Regions from separate parts of the Mus musculus genome. Here region 1 is linked to region 2. The links are chromatin contacts, called in public Hi-C maps. All regions are on one chromosome and are shown on one strand. Each heading gives the region's core, a stretch centred on a gene start, on an enhancer-like site or on the middle of the called end of the contact. The rest is flanking DNA. Distances are from core to core; before and after follow the strand shown. Region 1 holds the start of 1810010H24Rik (RIKEN cDNA 1810010H24 gene). Region 2 holds the start of Nsf (N-ethylmaleimide sensitive fusion protein).

Region 1 (2,700 bases), core at 95-2,594, 3.1 Mb before region 2:
TTTTTTATCTGGCTTCTTGGACACCACTTAGTAGTAAACAACAGCTTAGAAGGGGTTTTTAAAGCTTGGCTGGGAGGCAGAGGCCCCTGAGTAATTATAAAAGCATTACCCCTCCCCATTAGGAAATCTCCCGAATATCAATACACCTTTTTAAATTTTATTAATGATTTTCTTCAGCTCTGCATACAGGTTGGAGCACAGCTTCAAGTCTGGGCAACTTTGCATGTCCAGGGATGCAATCTCACCACCTCCCAGTGCTCCTTCAGCCAAGCACAGCCCCACAACCTACTTTCCCTCGTTTGCATTAAAGAGCTTGTTGTGCCCCTTGCAGCCTTGACAGCACTTCCTTTATAATGATGCATCTTGCCAAATGAATAATCTTAAAAAATCAGCTTTCTCCCAGCAGGAATGGTTAGTTACACAGTTTGTGTTTTTGCAAAGCCATTGGATCTGACTCCCTCCCTATGTTAAACCTGCACACCATGCATAGCCGATAGATAAAGTTCTGGTGGCTATCCAACTCCTGTCAACTGTTGACCTCAGCTGCTTCCCCTCTAGACCACCATCTGTTGTCATGGAAAAGATGGTCTAATGTGGAGTTAAATGCCAATGAAGTCGTTCAATTTCCGTGTGGAACAACAACAATAAAATGACCTAAAATAAATTGCCCAGTTAGGTGTGGAAGCTATTATTCCCAGAGACAGTAAGATGAGCAAAATATCCTAACAATAGCAAAACAAAAACACCACCTGGCCAAGACTGCCTGATTTGTGTGTGTGTGTGTGTGTGTGTGTGTGTGAGAGAGAGAGAGAGAGAGAGAGAGAGAGAGAGTGTTATCAAGGTTCAGGTATACCAGAGGCTATACCAGAGCTGCGAGAGAGGAGTAGAATGCCCAGAGTTGTCGCACCATTGCTGGCCTGTGTCACCATCCCAAGCCTGGGAGCCTGTCCACAGCGCGCCGCGACCCCTTTTGACACTTTCCCTCCTCCGGATGCAGCTATTTAACATGCAAAGTTTTCTCCAGCTTGCCTGGCTCGCACGAGATCATTTCAGCAGCTGAACCCGTCTTTCCTTCTGAAAAGGCTGCCAAGGGACATGAAATATTGGGAGACCCTTGTCGCTGCTTTCTGGCACGCACGCAGACCCGGAGTCGCCTGTCCCGCAGGCTCTGACCCTTGGCTCGTCCCGCCCTGCGTCTCGCCCCTTTCCCAATCCCTGGGGCGCTGCATTTTAGCGACCTCACCTTTTCTCTCCGCCACCGGGGCTTCGGGGGACCATCCGACGATCAAACAGAGAAGCCAGAGGGCTCGAGCTGTCATTTTTGTAGACAGGGTTCCCCAGGCTGGAAAACGCAGCGAGGGCTTTGGCTCGCTTCCTCTCCCCCCACACACACCCCCACCCCCGTTCATGCTAATGAGGGGCAGCCTTTGGGGAAACGAGCATAGCTGGCTGCACAGACCATTGAAACAAAACGGAGCGGCGGGGATCTCTCCCTCTTTCCGAGGGGGGTCGGATGTGTGGTCCGGACTGGGCTCTGTGGGCCAGGAGAACAGCACGGCCTTGAGCTCTTGCTCCGGGTGGGTGGTGTGCTTGGGGTGAGGTGACAGGCTAGGGGAGAGTGAGGGTTTTGAGGGGGCTGAAGGAACGCGAGTGATGAAATCAACAACAAATAAATTAGCGCTTAGAATAGCTTGAGCTTGTTGAGGGGAGGGGACTCCGGATGACAAAAAAACGCATTCCAGGACCTGTGAGGCAATTGCCTGACAAACCAAGTTTGGCAAAGCTGTTTGACTGTATATGCAATCTTGATATTCTAGAGTCAGAAACGGGCCGGGGGGTCGGGGGGGGGGGTGTGAGCAAATTTTTTTTTTCTTGACAGCCCTCTCCTCTGCCCCCTTCCCATTCTCCTTCCCTCTTTTCTCCCTCCACCCATCCATTGATAACTAGTATTCAGTTGGCCACATTCACCAAGTGTATACTGAATGCCTAAAGATTGGCAAACCACCTTTCCAATGCTGGGGGCATCTCACTGCTTGGGAACAGGCAGTTTTTATTGTGTCTAAGAAAAGCAAACTCCTTTGCTGCTTATGTTCAGCTTCCTGACACAGCATCACAGCTCGATCGGTCCTGAGGGAAAGGCTTTTCCACTCAGATGAAATAAAACCGTCATTTGTCAAGGGGTGGGGGTGGGGAGATTAGGGTATCATTTCTCCAGAACAGGTCTGAAGCCTCGGGACTAATTCTCGGTCCACAGCTTCAAACCCAAACAGATGCACGAAGGCGCGAATGGCTTGGTGTGAGGTACACAGAGTTGCTGAGGAAGCCTCAGGGTTCTGCGTCACTGATCCAGGGGCCTGACGCTAGAGTGCTGGTGGACTGAGTAGAGTCTTGGGGGTCTCAGAAACTACAGAGTGGGAACACTCAGGCAGACAGAGGCAGGTCTCCATCTTCTGAAGAGACTAGGAGGCAGACTAGGTACACAGACCCATCAGTTTGTTCTCTGAGGTAGGAGTTATGGCTCAACTGGCTCAACTTCAGCTGCCCGAAGAATAACATGAGGGATGTAACTCAGTCAGTAAAATGCCTGCCTTAGAGGCAGGAAGTGCCGGATTGGATTGCTTGCACTTCATACATGAGGAGTGGTGGAGCCTATAACCCCAACCCGCTGAGGCAGAGTGAGGAAGATGGGTTTAAGGACAT
Region 2 (2,700 bases), core at 150-2,649:
CTTACTGGTTTCACTGTTAGGTATGTTATATCAATGAATTTAATAATCTTTCAGATGCAAAACTTGAGTAGAATTTCAATGCTAAGATGATATAAGAACGTAGATCCTGTACAGAATTCTTGGAAAGAGAGGTAACTCTTGAGCAAATATAATTTTTGCTTAGTTCTGAGTCCTTTCTTAGAGACACTCATTACAGTGAAGATATTGATAGTGTGAATGGTTCTGACTTACTGACTTACCAGTTACTAAAAACTGGTCCCTATCTTGACCACCCTAGCATAGGAAATACCCCTGTAGCTCCCTTTTATCCCTGTCGGTGTGTACACCCTTTTGTTTGCTGTTCCCTGGGCCTGCTGAGTGCTTCTCAGGACTGATTAGGCTGCACCCCCTACCCCTAGTATCTCCCTTTTAGAGTATTTCAAGGTCTTCAGGTTTGCTCCCAGGAAGAGGTACCCATTCCATCCCAGAGACTTTCCTCTAAGAGGGTTCCTCCAACTTTACTTTTCCTTTTAGGGAGTAATCTTATTGAATATCTCATGTATTCTCATAGATATCATGTCTTATTTTTACATGTTGCATACATTTTAAATGACATTATATATTTGTAAGGGGACCCAAGAGTACTTTAGAGAAAAGTGCTGAAGAGGACATAAGGGAACGGATATGAGGAGGCTATGTCAAACATTCCTCCTTAACCCTGAAGTCCTGCTACATGCTAAAAGTCTCACTTTCAGCCTTGGCAGGACAGGGTACACCTGTCTTGTTTCCTGTGTGAGACTTTTACTGCTGTGCTGCTTATAGAACTATCTTCTGGTATTTTGTCTTATCCAAATCATTTTAGTTTTTCTGTGGCATTGTTTTTTTTTTTTTCCTGAGGACTCAAAATAGAGTTTTGAACATGCAGAGGTGGATGGCGGAATACCAATGCACGTTAAAACAAACGAACAAACAAACACCTTAAAAAAGATAGAAGTTGTGCTTATAAATGAAAATATCGAACTATAAAGCTAGCGCATATATAATTATGATTCACTCTCAAAACAAGTGTGCCTGCAAAGAAAAGCTCGGATTCGAATAGAATCCGAATTCAGAACCAGCTTTTAGCTATTGCGCGCCCCCTCCACAGTCCCCTTTGGGGGAAAGGCCAGCAACCACGCGGGGTTTTCTCGGCGCATTCTGTTTTAAGAGGTCTGGAAGCAGAAAGCTAAAAGTCCATTAAAAGGCCACGTGGCCAGCTTTGTGAAAACCGGGTAGCAGTGAGGCGGCCAGCTTGTCTTCAGCCAAAATGGCGGTGCTCGGACTGCGCGCTCGCACGGGATGGGGAAGGGCGTCGGGGACGCGGCCGGGCGCGGGCGCGGCCTCCCGGCGGCTGCGCGCCTGCGCGAGGGCCGGCTGCCGGCGAGCACGCGCGCGGCGGAGGCGGGCTCAGCAGAGTGCGGAGCTGCAACCTGGGAGCCGGACGTGTCCGCGAAGATGGCGGGCCGGGTGAGTGGCGGCCGGGCAGCCCGGGCTCGCAGCGGATCGCCCGAGGTCGCGACTGCTGCGAGGTCCACGAGGGCTCCGGGGAAGGGGCGCGAGGCTGAGCACCCAGGAACGCTGAAGGAAGGGAGGTCAGAGCAACGCTGGAGGCGAGACAGTGTAGCTGCGGCAGGGGATTAGCTCTGCTCAGAAACTCTGTCCTCCCCGAGGGTTGTCTCTTCGTCCCCCGGGTCTCCAGTGCTTCCCTTGTCATCCCCTGGGGCTCGTTTCTCTCGTCCTTCAAGCATCTTGAGGGTAGTGGCCACTGGAGCCCCCCTCTGACGAGCGCTGTGTGCCCTCCACACTCCTCCGAGGGTTTCTGAGGTGGCACTGCCGGATAACCGCGGGGTGTAGTCTGCTGCAGTCAGGGCGAGGGTGTGGGAACCCATTTCTAGTTCTTCCTAAATGAATGTTATGAAAAGAGGAGGGGAGGTCTGCAAATTACTTTTACGGCTAACCTTAGACCATCTCCTGGGGAGAAACATATCAGCTGTGAAGCAGCAATGTCTTTCGTGCAGATGGACTTGGGGTGTCACGTTTTGTTTTTCTAAATGACAGTCGATTCGAATGCAGCAGGCTGTGTTGTAGTCTCAGGGATTTACATTTTACTTCCCCATTAAGCTCGTAGGACGGCGGGGTAGGATTGGGGTTGGCGAGGAGAGATGGGGCCAGGTCACTGCTGTTATTGCAGTAGGCATCAGAGCTAATATCGCTGATGGATGGATCCTGCCCAGAGATTGCCCTGTTCGAAACCTGGGGACATTAACTGCGTCATTACAGACTAACGTTGTGCTTGACTGATTCACTTACACCTGAATATTTGAATAAGTTTGCATACATGTATGCATATATGTAAATGTCCTGTCTAAAGAGAATTGTAGGTCATGAGATTCTAAAGTCCCAAAGAGACGGTAGAGGTCATCAGACTAGCTCCATCTTTTTCTCTTCCTTTTTTCATAATCCCCCTTTTATCTCAAGCTGACCCTTTTAACTATTTCAGGGTCTGTTTTTGCCTCCTCAGGAGCCCCTCTCCTGAATCATCAGCCCTTCTGGAATGCACTGGTCTCTTAAACCCTCCCTCTGCCCCCACAGACTTTTCCTCTAACCATTTTTTTTCCCCCAGTGGCAAAGTCTGGTGATTTTCTGTGTGTGTTGACTCTCATTTGCCTACCACCTGCTACC

What was found. Hi-C and Micro-C count contacts between places; a contact is called where the count stands out from the background.
Region 1: a Hi-C map of pre-B cells shows a contact between it and region 2, with 7 times the contacts expected there. The contact joins the promoter of 1810010H24Rik here to the promoter of Nsf in region 2. A contact is called at or near these places in 1 of 39 promoter capture datasets (second pharyngeal arch cranial neural crest) and 1 of 484 Hi-C or Micro-C datasets (pre-B cells).

The regions. Positions count from the first base shown.
Region 1 is chr11:107,024,513-107,027,212 of GRCm38.p6, reverse strand. It overlaps 1810010H24Rik (RIKEN cDNA 1810010H24 gene), which reads right to left and starts at 1,344. Exons shown (of 4, transcript NM_001372502.1): 1 at 1,244-1,344. The coding sequence starts at 1,319.
Region 2 is chr11:103,952,755-103,955,454 of GRCm38.p6, reverse strand. Nsf (N-ethylmaleimide sensitive fusion protein) reads left to right here and starts at 1,399. Exons shown (of 21, transcript NM_008740.4): 1 at 1,399-1,485. The coding sequence starts at 1,474.